2 separate regions of the Sus scrofa genome follow, and region 1 is linked to region 2. The links are chromatin contacts, called in public HiChIP or PLAC-seq maps. All regions are on one chromosome and are shown on one strand. The core of a region is the stretch at or near the end of the contact, and the rest is flanking DNA. Distances in the headings are between cores, read along the strand shown. Region 1 overlaps LARP4 (la-related protein 4). Region 2 overlaps LIMA1 (LIM domain and actin binding 1).

What was found. HiChIP or PLAC-seq counts read pairs in DNA pulled down with a chosen protein or histone mark.
Region 1: a contact with region 2 is called in an H3K27ac HiChIP or PLAC-seq map of alveolar macrophages. The contact joins two enhancer-like sites. A contact is called at or near these places in 1 of 5 promoter capture datasets (liver), 1 of 47 Hi-C or Micro-C datasets (epiblast stem cells) and 1 of 2 datasets of contacts at active chromatin or transcription factors (alveolar macrophages).

What each region holds. Positions count from the first base shown.
Region 1 is chr5:16,217,591-16,221,595 of Sscrofa11.1, reverse strand. All of the region lies in intron 2 of LARP4 (la-related protein 4), which reads right to left. Among named protein-coding and RNA genes, the nearest start is that of LARP4, 42 kb to the right of the region's middle. Within about 2 kb of position 1,410, at least 2 of the 83 cell types and tissues checked have an H3K27ac peak or open chromatin away from gene starts, as enhancers often do. A contact at or near this core is called in alveolar macrophages, where this site is marked.
Region 2 is chr5:16,133,354-16,137,347 of Sscrofa11.1, reverse strand. All of the region lies in intron 2 of LIMA1 (LIM domain and actin binding 1), which reads left to right. Among named protein-coding and RNA genes, the nearest start is that of LIMA1, 42 kb to the left of the region's middle. Within about 2 kb of position 2,392, at least 28 of the 83 cell types and tissues checked have an H3K27ac peak or open chromatin away from gene starts, as enhancers often do. A contact at or near this core is called in alveolar macrophages, where this site is marked.

The DNA of each region.
Region 1 (4,005 bases), core at 161-2,660, 85 kb before region 2:
TTCTTCCTTGACCCATGTATTATTTACAAGAGTTGTTTTTTTTTTTTTTTTTTGTCTTTGTCTTTTAGGGCCACACCCATGACATATGGAAGTTCCCAGGCTAGGAGATGAATTGGAGCTAGAGCTGCTAGGCCTACACCACAAACAGCAACTCAGGATCTGAGCCATGACTGTGACCTACACCTCAGTTCATGGCAACACCGGATCTTTAACCCGCTGAGTGACGCCAGGGACTGAACCTGCTTCCTCATGGATACAAGTCAGATTCGTTACCACTGAGCCATGCTGGGAACTCCAAGGGTGTTTAATTTCCGTGTATTTTAGGATTTTCCAGTTAACTTTTTTTTATTGTTTAATTCCATTATGGTGTGAGATCAGACATTGGATGATTTCTGTTCTTTCAGGTTTGTTAAGGTGTTTTTCATGGCCACAAAAAATATAGGTTGTTTTTGGCATTTTTTCTGCTTGGTGTTCTTTGAGTTTCCTGGTTCTGTGGTTTGGTGTCTGACATTAATTTGAGGAAATTCTCAGTAGTCAGTGCTTCCAATGTTGCTTCTGTTGCTTTCTTTCTTCTCCTGGTACTCTCTTAACATGTATGTTACATTTTTTATTAGTTGTTCTGCAGTTATTGCTTGTGTGTGTGTGTGTGTGTGTGTGTGTGTGGTGTGTGTGTGTGTGTGTGTGTGTGTATTCTGTTCTATTTTTTTGTCTTTTTTCTCTTTTTCAGTTCTGGAAGTTTCTATTGTCATATCCTCAAGCTCAGAGATTTTTGCTCAGTCATCCTCAGTCTACTAATCAGGCCAGCAGAGGCATTCCTCATTTCTGTTTGTTTCTGATCTCCAGCATTTCTTTTTGATTCCTTCTTAGAATGCCCCTCTCTCTGCTTACATTATCCATCTGTTCTTGCAAGCTGCCTACTTTTTCATCAAAATCCATAGCATATTAATCATAGTTAATTTAAATTGCAGCCTGATAATTACAACATCCCTACATATCTTACTCTGCTTCTGAGGCTTGTTCATCTCTTCAAGCTGTATTTACTGCCTTTTAGTGAGGCTTGTAATTTTTTATTGAAATCTGGACGTGCTATACTATGTGAAAGGAAAAGAGGTCTTCAAGGGTGTGCTGCTGAGGTCTGGAGGAAGGGGAAAACATTTTATAGTTCTATGATTAAATAGGTCTCAGTCTTTTGGAGAACCTATGCCTCTGGACCGTGAACTTCACCAGTGCTTCTCAGTCTTCCTGACCCTACACTACCTTAGATGGGACAGGATGCCTAGAGGGAGCTGGAATTGTTTTTTCCTTTTCCTCCAGTTTGGGTCCCGTTAAAACTCTGGCATGTTAGACTCTGGCAAAATAGTTTCTCTTGAGGGCAGATTTGCTAAGAACAGAATGCTCTGCTGTATTTCAAAACGGTTATACTTCTCCTTCCCCTGAGGGAAACATGAGGGGATTTTTCTACAATCTTCACTGTCAGGATCTAGTAGAGTTTCTGAAGATCCCTTTGATGAGGTCCCCTTGGATTTTTTAACTCTCAGACTTGCTATACTGAGCCTCCAGCAATTCATCAATTACAATTAAGGGTTTTTTGAGGTTCCCATCGTGGCGCAGCGGAAATGAATCCAACTAGGAACCATGAGGCTTCGGGTTCAATCCCTGGCCTTGCTCAGTGGGTTAAGGATCCAGCGATGCAGTGATGCTGTGAGCTGTTGTGTGGGTCACAGACTCAGCTCGGATCTGGTGTTGCTGTGGCTGTGGTGCAGGCCGGCAGCAACAGCTCTGATTCGACCCCTAGCCTGGGAACCTCCATATGCCGAGGGAGCGGCCCAAGAAATAGCAAAAAGACAAAAAAAAAAAAAAATTTCTCTGCACTTACATTTTGGTTGCAAAAATGGGCTCATATCAGAAACGTCTTTTAACTCGCTTTGTTTCACATAATAGTGCATCTTTGAAAATTTTCTGTTTTTTCTTTGTTTTTGTGTTTTGTTTTTGCTTTTTAGGGCCGCACCCACAGCATATGGAGGTTCCCAGGCTAGGGGTCGAATCAGAGCTACAATTGCTGGCCTACACCACAGCCACAGCCTCCCAGGAACGGAGCCACATCTACAACCTACACCACAGCTCATGGCAGTGCCAGATCCTTAACCCACTGATTGCAGGGATAGAACTTGCAATCTCATGGTTCCTAGCTGGATTCATTTCGGCTGTGCGACAGAAACTCTGAAATTTTTCTATGTTAATAGATATTTATTGTTTTTATTTATTATTATTATTTTTTTGTCTTCTTGTCTTTTTGCTATTTCTTGGACCGCTTCCGCGGCATATGGAGGTTCCCAGGCTAGGGGTCGAATCGGAGCTGTAGCCACCAGCCTACGCCAGAGCCACAGCAACGCAGGATCCGAGCCGCGTCTGCAACCTACACTACAGCTCACGGCAACGCCGGATCGTTAACCCACCGAGCAAGGGCAGGGATCGAACCCACAACCTCATGGTTCCTAGTCGGATTCGTTAACCACTGCGCCACGACGGGAACTCCTGTTTTTATTTTTGTTTTGGGTTTTTTTGGTTTTTTTTTTTTTTTTGGCTTTTTGTCTTTTTAGGGCTGCACCCATGGCATAAGGAGCTTCCCAGGCTAGGGGTCCAATCAGAGCTGCAGCTGCTGGCCTACGCTACAGCCACAACAACGCCAGATCCAAGCTGAATCTTTGACCTACACCATAGCTCACAGCAACACCAGATCCTTAACCCACCTAGCGACGCCAGGGATTGAACCCACCACCTCATGATTCCTAGTCGGATTCATTTCCGCTGCACCAGGACAGGAACTCCTAGACTTAATGTATTGGCTGTATGATATTTATTGCATAGAGCTATCACAATTTAGCGAACTGTTCTCCTACTGATAGAAATCTGTATCTTTTTCAACACTGCAGACAACGCTGCAGCAAATATCTTTGCACAAGTTTATATATTTATATGATGATTTCCTTATGAAAATTTCAGTAAAATAATTTCTTTCCAATTACAAAAGCAATCATGTTCAGGAATTCCCATTGTGGCGTGGAAGAAATGAATCTGACTAGTATCCATGAGGATGTGGGTTCAATTCCTGGCCCTGCTCAGTGGGTCAGGGATCTGGCTTTGCCATGAACTGTGGTGTAGGTTGAAGACACAGCTCAGATCCCACATTGCTGTGGCTGTGGGGTAGGCCAGCAGCTGTAGCTCTGATTCCACCCCTAGCGTGGGAACCTCCATATGCCTAGACTGCAGCCCTAAAAAGCAACAACAACAACAAAAAAAGTAATGCATGTTCATGTTGAAAGTTCGGAAAATACAAACAAGTCCATGCCCTGGATGCTGTTAATATTTTAGGCCATGTTCTAATTTTAGGTTTAAGAATACTGTCTAATAAGTAATGAACTATTACTGAGGCTTGCTCTTCCTGATTTTGGTCATAGGAGATATTCTGCCTTGTTAAGGTGACTTTTATAAATAGGGATTATATATTAATTTTACTAGTTTACCTTTGTGAGTTCTAGGGTCACTCAATTTCCCTGTGAGTTATCTATGTTCCCGCAAATGTGTTCAAGCACAGCTTATAATAAGGTTAATTTTCTCTATCTTGTTTCCAGGTTTAAGAAGATTCCCAAGTGACAGTAAGATTAAACAAAAACATGTTGAAAGTAAATTTCAGTGTTTCAGTAAAATGCTTATTTTCCTCTTTCATGTATATACATCGCTTTGCCTATCCTACGCTTTTTATATTCTGCCTGTGGTTCTTCATGTTAAACCTCTTCATTGACCACTCAAGAAAGAATATCTTCTGCTCTAAATTACTTGAAACACAAAGCTTCAACACACACCGAGGTAGGCTGTCACAAAATAATCCCTGATATGATGGCAAAGTGGCACAGTCTACCCCTCCCCACCCCAGTCCAAGCCCAAAGATGCCTCAGGAATAAGAAATAAATGGGTAAAAAAAAAAAAAAAAAAAAAGAAGAAGAA
Region 2 (3,994 bases), core at 1,143-3,642:
GTAAAAAGAAAAAAGAAGAAAACAGAGACTGTAGGAAGCCTTGGGAGATTTGTGGTCAGAAACTAATATAAAAATGGTATTTGGGGAGTTCCTTTTGTGGTTCAGTGGTTAACAAACCCGACTAGGATCCATGAGAATGCAGGTTCAATCCCTGGCCTCGCTCAGTGGGTTAAAGATTTGGCGTTGCGGAGTTCCCGTCGTGGCGCAGTGGTTAATGAATCTGACTAGGAACCATGAGGTTGCAGGTTCGATCCCTGCCCTTGCTCAGTGGGTTAACGATTCCAGCGTTGCCATGAGCTGTGTTGTAGGTCACAGACGCGGCTCGGATCCTGCGTTGCTATGGCTCTGGCGTAGGCTGGCAGCTACAGCTCCGATTGGACCCCTAGCCTGGGAACCTCCATATGCCGCAGGAGCGGCCCAAGAAATGGCAAAAAGACAAAAAAAAAAAAAAGATCTGGCGTTGCCATGAGCTATGGTGCTGGTCACAGATGCGGCTCAGATCCTGCATTGTTGTGACTGTGGTGTAGGCCGGCAGCTGCAGCTTCGATTGGACCCCTAGCCTGGGAACTTCCATATGCTGCTGGTAAGGCCCTAAAGAGCAAAAATCTAAAAAGTAAAAAATAAAATAAAAATATTTGGAGGAAGCTTAATCTGGCTGCTGTTTATAGGATTAGCTGGGCTTTCTAATTGTTAACAATGTTTTACTTGGATCTGTGTGTAAGAGTGATTTTTCTAGCATCACAGTTTGTGTCTCACAAGTACTTTATAACTCCAGATATTTCTTTTCCTAAGCCTCTATACTATATAAATCATTAAATTTGAGTGAGGAGGGTACTCTTGATAGGTCACTTTGAATGGCTAGCTTTGTCATTCCTTCACCAATGACAGCCCATAGCATAATCCTTTGCTTGATTAAATTTGACTCTTTTGGTAAAATTTGGTTTCTTTGCAGAAGGTTCCTCTTTGACTCATATTTTTGGAGTTGAAAGGAATCTAGCCCAGTGGTTTTCAAATTCTCTTAATTGAGTTCTTCAGAGGAACCTTGGGCCAGTTCTGAGAAGACAGAAGATCTAAAGGGCTGAGCCTGTGACCTTCCACCCCTGCGGTCCTGCTTTGATCCCTTTTATATGTTAGGTTCTAAGTTATCATTTGAAAAGAGGAATCTCCAGCATAAAGAACCTCTGATCTGGCTAACCTTTGTTCCATTGCTCTGACAAATAAGGAACTTGCTGTCCAGTAGTTATAACTAAATATCATGTGGCAAGATGGTGGCAGAGCTTAATCTCACACACTTAAAACTCTTCCAGCCTCTGTGTCTTCTTCCCTCATGTCACTGCTCCTCCCACTCTTGTTATATCTTTACCCATCCCAGAGGCCCAAGGAAGAAGAGTTTATATTTAGTTTTCTGTGATCATTCTTCCTTGTTAAGGAAAAATGACCCTCAGATCTCCCTGGTCAGTTTCTTTCCTTTTTCTGTAACATTTTAGTGGTGAAATTGTTCCAGAAGAAAATACATTGCCTAAAACTTGGGAGTTTCCATTTTCCTTTTTTTGGCTCAGGATTCCCTTTGCTCTATTAGAGGGCATACGAGCAAGAGTCATGGCTCAGGAACTCTGTTTTCTGGCCTTAGAAAAGTTCGAGACACTGTTATTACTCCCCAGATAATTTTAGCATCCTCCATCAGCTGCCTGCCTCACAGCTGAGCATTAATGAGCAGTTGCAAGATTAAATTCTGTATGTGAAGAGGAGACTTGGAGGATGAGAAGATCTGGGAAGGGAAGGAGATTTTAATTATAGAAATCTCATGGCAAATATTTTTTCCCTCAAATTTGGATCTTCGAAAAGATCTCCCCTCCCCCAATCAGTGACGTTCACATTTTGTGTCAGAATAATACTGGTTGCTCTGAGTGTCTCTGAGGAAAGTCTAGGGCCTGAATCCTGATGCAACACTGAATTCAGAAGTGTTGTGCCTCTGTGTCTCTTTTGAGAGTCAAAATGTAAAAGTACCAAGGACGGAACTCGGAAGAAAGCAGTTTTTGGAAGCTTTCTCTCTGTGCGTCTACTATTTAGCAAGCACTTTATTACAAATAAAGGGTTGGTGATTTTTTTAAATGAATTTTATTACATTTATAGTCGTACAATGATCATCGAGAGTGGTGGTATTTGAGTGGGAGTTTCAGAACACGATTCAAGACAGACATTGGTGTATACATCTGTGCCTTACAGATGCCTCAGGGCTCAAAGAATACGACTAAAGATGAAAATTATTTTGACCTTCTGTAACTCTGTTTCAGTTAAGACAGTAAAGGGAAGGGAACCTCTAAGCTTATTTACCCAACTAACCACAGTGTAAATACCCTGTGCCTTGGAGAAACAATTGGCTAAGAATAGGCCAGTCTGCTGATTGGCTCTGGCTTTCCTATATGGATTATTGCTGTAATATACTGTCGATGATTACCCAGGGGGTGTGGAAACACAAATTCAAGGCCAGTCCTAAGTTCCTTTCTAGCTATAATCCACTCTGCTCTGCATTGCCGTTTCGAGGGACTCTCTCAGACAGATACATTAGCACAAGTGGGGAAAAAATATGTATGTAGAAGGACATTCACCACAGCGCGGTACGTGGTGATGGATAACTGGAAACAATACAAGTGCTCATTAAAAGGACTGTGGGTTAATAAATTATAGAGGGAGAGGGTTGCCAGGGTTACCAAAGGCTTCTGAGTGTTGCTAAATCAAGATGTTTGTTAGGCTTCGTCTTCGATGACCGCTCAGCCCTTCTTCCTTCCCACGTTTCTTCTTCTCTTGGCTTCTCTGGGAGTCCTGGTTTTCCTCCTACTTCTGTCTACTCCCATTCTCTGTTATCACCTCTTCTTTGTCTTCCGACTGCTAATTATCGGAGTCCCCAGGACTGAGTAGGGGCCTTTTCTTGCACTACACACTCTTTGTGAATGATATCACTTACTTCCACAGCTTTGGTACCATCTGTGGACAGACAGGTTGTAAATTTATGTTAGTAGCGCAGTTCTCGCTTTTGAGGTCTAGACACATGTTATCTCATCACTGCCGCCGCCAAGTGGATGCTAACACTGAACGCTTCATCTTCCGCATCCCTACCTCTGCTCCTCCTTCAGAGTCCCCATTCCAGGGAACGGTACTTCCATTGACTCAGCTGCCAGAAACCGGGAATCACTCTTGACTTCTTTCTCCCCCTTCTCTCATTACCAATGCTGTTGATTCGGCTTCTGAGCCATATCTCGAGTCCATTCACTTTATCTGCAGTGCCACCACCCTGAACCAAGCCGGCATCATCTCTCACTATTGCCACCTCCATTTTCAGGCCCCTCCAGTCCATTCTCCACACAGCATCCAGTGCTCTTTTAAAAACATGGCTAGGGAGTTCCCATCGTGGCTCAGCGGAAATGACCCTGACTAGTATCCATGAGGACGCAGGTTCGATCCCTGGCCTCGCTCAGTGGGTTAAAGATCCAGCATTGCCGTGAGCTGTGGTGTAGGTCGCAGACGTGGCTCCGATCTGGCATTGCTGTGGCTGTGGTGAAGGCTAGCAGCTGCAGTTCAGCTCGACCGCTCGCCTGGGGACTTCCATATGCTACAGGTATGGCCCTAAAAAGACCAAAAAGAAAAAGAAAAATCCTTAGCATGGCCTACAAATCTCTTGCCTCCCAGCCTCATCTCCTGACTCTCTCTTTCTCAGTGTACTTCAACAACACTGGAGTTCTTTGTGTATCTTATACGCATGAGACACTTTCTTGCCTTGGGGACTTTGTGTGTGCTCTTTTCTGTGCCTGGAATGCTTTTCTTGCTTTGTTTTGCCTGGCTGACTCCTTCTGGTCAAACTTCAGATCTCAGCCTAAAGGTCATTTCCTCAGCAAGGCCTTCTGACACACAGACACGTACGCACACACAGACACAGCACTCCTACTCCCCAGCCCCGCCTTCTCAATTAAGTTCCTTTGTTAGGTTACTTAATAAT